Linked DNA regions of Sus scrofa: region 2 is linked to region 1. Evidence: chromatin contacts called from public HiChIP or PLAC-seq data. All regions are on one chromosome and are shown on one strand. The core of a region is the stretch at or near the end of the contact, and the rest is flanking DNA. Distances in the headings are between cores, read along the strand shown.

What was found. HiChIP or PLAC-seq counts read pairs in DNA pulled down with a chosen protein or histone mark.
Region 2: an H3K27ac HiChIP or PLAC-seq map of alveolar macrophages shows a contact between it and region 1. The contact joins the promoter of IPO13 here to the promoter of SLC6A9 in region 1. A contact is called at or near these places in 2 of 47 Hi-C or Micro-C datasets (embryonic fibroblasts and skeletal muscle) and 1 of 2 datasets of contacts at active chromatin or transcription factors (alveolar macrophages).

What each region holds. Positions count from the first base shown.
Region 1 is chr6:167,265,241-167,269,265 of Sscrofa11.1, reverse strand. It overlaps SLC6A9 (sodium- and chloride-dependent glycine transporter 1), which reads right to left and starts at 2,073. Exons shown (of 15, transcript XM_021096817.1): 1 at 1,028-2,073; 2 at 854-938.
Region 2 is chr6:167,345,618-167,349,642 of Sscrofa11.1, reverse strand. IPO13 (importin-13) reads left to right here and starts at 1,838. Exons shown (of 19, transcript XR_298727.3): 1 at 1,838-2,673.

The DNA.
Region 1 (4,025 bases), core at 824-3,323:
ACCCAAGGCAGGACAGTCAGAGGCTGGGGCCGCAGCGCCCCCTTCCCTCAGCCCCCTTACCATGCTGCAGCCCCCGGCCCAGGCGTGCCGGGTCCGCACCGCGGTGCGCCCAGGTGGCTTTCTTAAAGGGAAAGTTGCATCAGCCTCCCGAGGCTCAGTGCCGCCGCAAGTCTGCCCGCCCCGCCGCGCCGTTCGCCGCTCCTCCTGAGCTTGTTGTGTTTTGGTTTCGGGGAGGCGGGGGCAAAGAGTTTGGTGAAAGTTTGGAGAGTGGAGAAGGCTTGGGAGACCTAGCCAAGTCCCTCCCCTCTCTGAACTGCACCCCTGGCCGCTCTGCCATCCCCCTCCGCCCCCATCTCATCCCCACCCCCGTCCGACTTCTCAGGCTCCTCCTCCCACAGAATAAAATTGCAGTCTCTCTAGCTTTCAGATGATTGATCCCCGCGAACCCCTGGAAGTGCGCACTGCCAAGGAGCCCCCTTCTCCACCTTTGCCTCGCTGCCCTCCAGCTGGGGCCCTTGGAGGAAGCAGATGTCGTCCCCTTCGGGTAGGGCTGGAATGAAGCCAGAAGGCCGGGGCACTTGGGGGGGGGGGCTGAGGCTGGAGTTAGCCTGCCAGGCCCCCGGCCTTCTGCGCCTGCGTTCCCCCTAGAGAGAAGTCAGAGCAAATTCCATTCCCTTTGGAGCAGCGCCGCTAGGGACTGTGGGCACAGCTGGGTAAGGCCTGGGTCCTACTCCTTGGGACGCGAGGCCTGGGGGTCCTTTCTCCACTGACCCTCCCCTAAATTGGTTTGGTCAGCTCTATGCTGGCCATATTGTTACAGGGGCTGCAGATACCAACCTGGACCCCCACTTACCTCCCCAGGGAGACAGACCTGGGTTCCAGTTCCAGCTAAAGCAGAGACTTTGGCAGAGGGAGCTTTGCGGAGCCTGTTTCCTGTCCTGTAAAATGCACAAAACATATTGCTCCAGGCTGCCTTTGGGCAGCAATACTTGGCGGTTGGTGGAAAGGAGCTCCCATATTTGCTTACCTTAAGAGCCACCAGCTTTCAAGAAGAAGGGGCCTTTCGTACTGGCTGTCAGGGAACCACTGTTGCCCCCCGGCAGAGTGCCCTCTGCTCAGGGAGGGCACCAACCTGGAGAGATGGTCTCTTCTCTGCACCCTGATTCTAGCCTCACTGTCATCTGGCCAGGAAACCAGTTTTATTTGTTCCCTGGGGATAGTCAGCCTCTAAGAAGCTGATTCACACATGCGAAACTCCCACAAGATCAATTGAAGAGTGAGATTCCACGTTATTAATTTACTGTCAGAGGCACTGGGCAGTATAACAGGTGTCAGGCACAGACACTTCTTGCCAAGGCAGTTCTCAGGCTACACATGCCGTCCATTGCACAAGGCATCCCCCCCGGGCTCTGCCAACTCGGAACTTATAACCTGTTCACATTAGGGATGTAATCAGATCTGGGGAGGTCTGGAGACATTATTCTCATCAGCAAGATTATTTTCATTGTTACTTTGTTCCCAAACCTGGCAGGTATAGCATGTTTGTGATTTTTATTCTCCTGTGAACGAGTTGCAGGTGTCTTGTGTGCGCGCACTCGCCGCTCCCTGAGCAGGCTGTGGAGCCTGTGCCCCCTGCCCCCGTGGATTTGTGTAGGTGGATCTGTGTTTGTGGAGGAGTGACAGTGGGCACTGCAGCAGCTCTGTGTAGTGGTATGTATGGGTGTGCGTGCCTGGCTCTGGGTGGGGGCCGGCACGGGTGATCCAAGCCCCACCCCACCGCATAGGACGTAAATTTAATTGCTGGTCTCTCCCTCCTTCCCTCCCTCCCCCTGGGGCTTGTCAAAAAGGGCTGCCACACGGGGAAGGCGGGAGGGAGGCTGTTGAAAGAGTCCCCAGGTAGTGGAATGGGGTGAGGAAGAGGCTGAGACGATGGCAAATGGCCAACTTTCCTCCAGTAGACTGGGGGTGGGCTGGGGGCTGCGAAGAGGGCACTGAAGATCAGTGAAGCTTCTGGGACTGCCATGGCCAGGGACAGTGGGGCGTCCCCCCTCACGCTTCGGACTCCATATGAAGGGAGACAGACAGACTGCCAGATGCTCACTGCCAGTCTCCCAGAGACTGTCAAGACCTGTGGCTGGGGGTCGGGGGGAGGTGGGGGTGGAAGAAGAGGGGGGGGTGCTCAGAATTCAGTCCCCTGAGCCTCTATTCGGGAGAAAGAGTTTGGGGATTAATCTGGGGACAGGGAGGCAGCCTCACGCTTTAACCCATGCGGTGGGTAAAAGAGATTTTTCCCTGGGGTGTCTGGGCAAGTTGGAGACGTTGCCCGCGTGGGTTGTGCCAGGCAGCTGATGTAACACAAAGCATGTTTGCGTTCATCTGGAGAGATTTACAGATGTGTGTATGTTACCCACCTTGATCTAGAAAGGGCTTCAGGCAGCCACACAGTGAGTTGAGTCCCTGGGAGAAGCTTATGTGAAAAGGTTCTGGTTTGAAAAGCCGTCTCCACGAGGCAGGGACTAAAGTAGCCGTTTTTTTCCAACCAGAAGGAGGCCCCAAGGGAGGTAGGTTTGGGCCTAGCCCAGGTCAGAGCTGGGATGGCCTCCATCCCCAGCTGTGAGCTCCCGGCCCTGGGCAGCTGGCCCACGGGGTGGGAAGGGCACCGGCAGCCTGGACCACTGTGGGGAGAGGAGGGGCATTGGGCCAGAGGACCGAGAGGAGGACTGATGGGGTCAGACATCTTCGCTGGCTGGTGAGCTTCTTCCTGGGGCAGGGCAGCAAGAGGAGGGGCAGCTCGGTGGCTGGGCCCCACCCACTGCGGGCCAGGGCGTGTCTCAGGAGCTCCAGTTGCAGCGCTATTTCCTGGGAGGGCTGGGCCCGGGGTCAGATCCCCTAATGCTGACTGGTTTCACTTGTCATCATCAGCCTGCAAGATCAAGGCCTCTGCTGGGCCCCGGGGGAGTATGCTTAGGTGTAAGTCTGGTGGGATAGGATAAGACCAGACTCGCGCCGCTTCTGGAAGGCACTGTGGCAGCTGGCAGCGCTGGGCACCTTGGTGGAGGAGTGCTGAGGGGCCCTGCGGAGATGGTGGGGGAGGCTGGATGTGGCTTTGAGTTGCAGCCTGGCCTGACAGGGCGTGGAGCCCCAGCCTCAGCAGCTGGGCTCTGCTCTCAGATTCTTCCTCCCTTGAACTTGTAGTGGTCAGTGCCTGGCACCTTCCCCGCCCTGTCACAATGCAAGGGAGTGGGATAGATCGGTTCCAGACCCAAGAGCTGTCTCTGGGGCACCACGTGCCCTTCAGGCCATCCTGTTGTGCTTTCTTTGGCCCTGGTCCACGGGGACAGCATGAGCCAATTATGGGAATCGGAGCAGGGTCCAGACTGGATCCCAGCAGCTACAGGTAAAATTAGGCACACAGCTCAGAAACACTGACTTTGGCCCTGCCTGGGGTGCAGCCCTGATTTCCAGAGCATTTCAATGTTCCGATTCTTACATATCTTGGAAATCCCAAAGTCCAGAATTCCCATTGCCAGAGCCCCCAACCCTGCCGAGAACCTGAAATCCAGAGTTCTCCGCACCCAGAGCCCCCGTGTCCACCACCCAGGGGGCCTAGTGCCCAGGGGGCCTGACAACTTGACCACCTGATGTCCCTAACGTCCAGCTCACAGGGGGCCCATGTCCCACTTCACCGGAAAGGAAGCTGGAGCGGCGGGAGCGGTGGCGACCCGGTCGCTTCAGGGCAGGCATTATCTGCGGAGTGGCCCTCGAGGAAGCTGGGACGGGGTGGTGCTGGAAGCGGAGGCGATTACTTCCTCGATGGATGCTCCGTCGGCCTCCAGCCCCGCCCCCCAGTCACGTGACCCCATGTAAGTGAATGTCCATTTACTCACCCCGTCTGAGTGTGCATCCACCCTGTGCTGGGAATTGAGCCCATTTCGAGGAACTCAGCCTTGAGAGAAAAGGAATTCCTGCTCTCCTTTGTGGAATGTGAGACCGTGTCACACCCCAGTGTGGGGCAGCCCATCTCT
Region 2 (4,025 bases), core at 589-3,088, 81 kb before region 1:
TTTATAAAGTCTGTTCTGGAGCCATTGTTAGTGAGACTTGGCTTCTTTCTCTGCCATGGGGACCCCCAGGCACCAGAAAGAAGCCATGGATTGGAAGCAAGAAGAAAATTCACACTGACCAAGATGCAGCCTCTAGACTGCACTCTAGTCATATACCCTCTCAGTTTGTCCTTCCCTGGAGGAATTACTGTCCTCATTTTTTTTTTTTTTTTTAAGTGAGTTCCAAAAAAGTCAAGGTCTTATGGCTAGAAAGTGGCAGAGACAGGTTTTGAACACAGACCTAAGTCCAGAATCTGTGCTCTTGATCCTTCCCCCTTCCACACCTTCCACAATGAAATCTCAGGCTCGGGACCAAGGCATTTCACAGCCCTGTGCACAGACCTGGAATCAGCTCCCTTAGGCTGGCTTCCTGCTTCATCCTTCCAAACACCCCAGCCTCTACCCCTTCCTCCTTCAATGTATCCTACGTAGGACAGAGAGAGGCTAAAATGCAAATCCAGTCATCACTGCCCACTTGAAACCCCATCGTGGTTTCATACTGCACTGAGGATAAGGTCTAAATTCCTTCAAGAGACTACTGTTCCCAACTTGTCTTTCCAACCTCATCTCTGTTACTCATCCCCCTCCTTCCTCCCGGCCCCCATTCCCTCTTAAAGTGAACACAAACTATCTGTACGTCAAGCATTTTCTTGTTAAAGGTTTGTCGAATGACTAGATCCCCACCGGACTCTGCTTAACAGCTCATCAAGCCTCCCTCCTCCCCAGTCTTGCTGTTCTTCAAACTCAGAGCCAGTTTCTGGACTTTCTCAGGGAGGCCTTCACCCACCTTCTCAGGCCTCAGTCCTATGGCCCGCTTCCTCCACTGAGCACAAGCGCAGGGAGAGGTCTTTTCCCGTTCGATTACTTCCTTTCCCTGGCAAGCGTTAAGAAAAGGTCAAGCGGAGGGTAAGGGGCAGGGACTGCTGGGTCTGCCTGCAGCCAGTCAGATGTGGGGCTGGTCTCGGCTACCCGAGTTGTGTGCCCAGGGACGAGGTAAGCGCGACCCTCTCCAACTTTGGCTTCCTCCCCGGAAAACAATGAATGAAAATTACCCACCACGGAGGTGCTGAGAGAGGTGGACCTTAGATATGCAAAGCACTGATGCTAGCACTTCAATGGGAACTATTCTTACTTTAATCACTCAGAAACAGAAGTTGCTCCCAAGAACCCTAGGAAATTCTCCGAGCACTGTCCATGGTACGCGGTTTCCCAGTTGCTCGATGGGTGGCCCCGAGAGCCACCCTTTTTTACTACGGAGGCGTGCCAAGTTTCGTTTCTTCTCAGGGTGGTGCGGAAGCCGTCTTCCCAGACGGCCCCTCTCCGGGCCCCAGGTGGTGCCCGCGGCGGAGCACCAGAGTGACCGGGGTCCCCTGTATTCCTCTCCCCAACACACACCTTATCCTCCAGCCTGGGTTCCCAGCGCCATCCATCAACCCGTTGAGTCACAGCCGTCTAGGGAGCCCTCCCGCAGCGCCGCCCGCCGGTCCGACCGGGAGCGCTGGAAGCCGCGGTAAAACTGGGGTTGGCTGGGCTCCGCCAGCCCCAAGCCCACGTGCTCCCGGCCGCGGCCACCAGGCGCCGCCCTCTCGCTGGGCGCAAAACGGACTACATTTCCCAGGGTGCAAAGCTGCGGGGCCTTTGGCTCGGCGGGGGCCTAGAGCGGCGCGCCGCTCCGTCGCCTGCTCGGGGGCGCGCGTGTTGGCGCGAGGACGGGAGCGGAGACCCGGAATGAGTTGCCGCGCAGTTCCGCCGGGCCGTGCCGGGCTGCGCCGGGCCGGGTCGGGTCAGGGCAGGCGAGCCGGGTCGGGGGGGACGGCGTCTGTGTCGGCGGTGCCGAGGACAGGCGCTCGGGGCAGCCCTCACCTCTCTGAGGTCCCCGCCCCGTCCCGGCCGGGCCGGCTCGCCTGTCAGTCACTGGGGCGGAGGCAGCGGCGGCAGCGGGGCCGGAGCTCGGCGGTGAGAAGAGCGCGGGCCGGGCCGAGCGGAGGGAACCTGCCGCAGCCCCTCAACTCTCCGGACTCTTCGCCCCAGACCTGCGAAGCTGCAGCCCCGCGCTTCGTTGGACGCCTGCGTAACCTGCGAAGGGCTCTTTCCCCCGTGACCCCCCAGCCCCTTGACCTCCTCTTAGGACCCGAGAGCTCACTCAGAAGAGGGTGTTGTGGGTACAGGCCATCGACCCTGTGACCCTTGGCGGGCCGGGGCCTCGGTTTCTCCCAGGCCTCCCTCCCCTGTGACTCTCTCCTCATAGATTCCGGGGACAGAGCCTTGACCTACCACTAGGACCCCTCGCTTGCGAACTCCGCACCGGTGGCTTTCTCCTAGGAGTGCCCCTCCGTGGGTCTTCTCCGAAGGGCACCCCTTTTGGCCTTTGGCAAGCCCCCCGCCCCCCACCGAGGTGGGGAGGCCTCGGCAGCCATGCTCGCCCTGGGTCCCCTGTCACCCCAGCTCTCCCTGGGCACCCAAGCCGGGGTCTAGCAGGGGGGCCAGCAGCCAAGAGGCTGGGGCAGGAGACAGGTCACGGTCCACCTCCCTGCTGGGGAGGGAGCAAAGATGGAGCGGCGGGAGGAGCAGCCGGGGGCTGCAGGGGCTGGAGCGGCACCAGCCTTGGACTTCACTGTGGAGAACGTGGAGAAGGTATGAGGGCCCTGGGGTGGGCACTCCAGTGACAGAGCAGAAGTTCTGGGGACAGACACTAATGCCAGAGCCTAGGCCTGGGCTGGGTGCCCGCTGGGAGGGTGCCTCCAGAGCACCTGGCATTTGCTGTCTTTCTGGGCAGCAGTAGCCTCTCAATAGGCTATTTTTGGCCTTTCTTTGACCTGGGTCCTCTGTGGATACTCTAGGGTCTCGGGATGGCCCCCCCAGGGTGCTCCCCGTGTAGCTCTCCAGCCAGACTGGCTCTCCTCCAGCTCCATGGGAACTGCAGGAGCAGTGCAGTAAGAAATCAGGAACCCAGGAGACCTGCAGCTCAGTCCTCAGAAACCATGGCGATGCTGAACCCTCCTGGACCTGTTCTGTTGAGCCAAGGGCTCAGAGAATAACCTGGAGCTAAAACGATCTGGATGGTGCTTTCACTCTTCCTTGGGGAAGGGGCCTTCGTTTATTGGACCGAAGCCAGACCACTCCTGGTTGGTCCCCTTTATTTTGCCCAAGGGGCCTGGTCCTGCTGGCAGCTCCAGGGGCCTTCCCTACTCACCTGCCCGCATGGCTTCCTGCCACGGCACTCCCAGGCTCTCCCCACTGCCCAGTCCATCTTTTTTTTTTTTTTTTTTTTTGAACTTCTTTTTTCCTGGGCTCTGCCCCCAGAGGCTTGCCATGCAGACATGCATGTCCCCTGGGATGAATGGGGAGATGGGGCTCCCTTGCTGGAAAGCAGAGAACGGTTGCAGATATTCATTTGTCATTCTCGAGCCCTGTGCGCCATACCAAATGGTGAGGATGCGTCTCTCTGCTTCTGTTCTCCGCCTGCCTCAGCATCCCCGGGGAGCCAGACAAGGGACAGTGGCCATAACGGACTGTCAGAGGTACAGACGGGGCTGAGCCTCCTTGAGTGGAGCCTGCGTTGAGGGGGAGAGGTCTGGTCTCCCTCTTCCACCCCCCCGGGGCTGGGCAGTGTTGGCATGGTGGCGCACTGTTCCATGTGCTACCAGGGAGATAAACGGCTGTTTTCTTACTGTGTGAAGTCCCAGTGGAATGGGGACCCTGGGGGTTTGTCTAATTGAGAGCTCCAGGCGAGGCATTTGCCAGGGCTGCAGGCCAAGACTGCTCTGGCCAGCTTCTTGGACCCTCTCCTGTGCTGTCTGAGGCGTGTTCTCACCCTCCCCTCCCTCCAGTTTGTCTCTGCCTAGAGCTGCCTAGCAAAGTCTTAGTCCTGCTCAGATTTCACAGTGGCTTTGGTGCCGGCATCTGGAGTGACCTGGGGGTGATTCTGGGGGATGCTAAATGGGGCCGGTGGAGTGGATGGGAGCAGCTGTGCCTGGGAGAGTCCG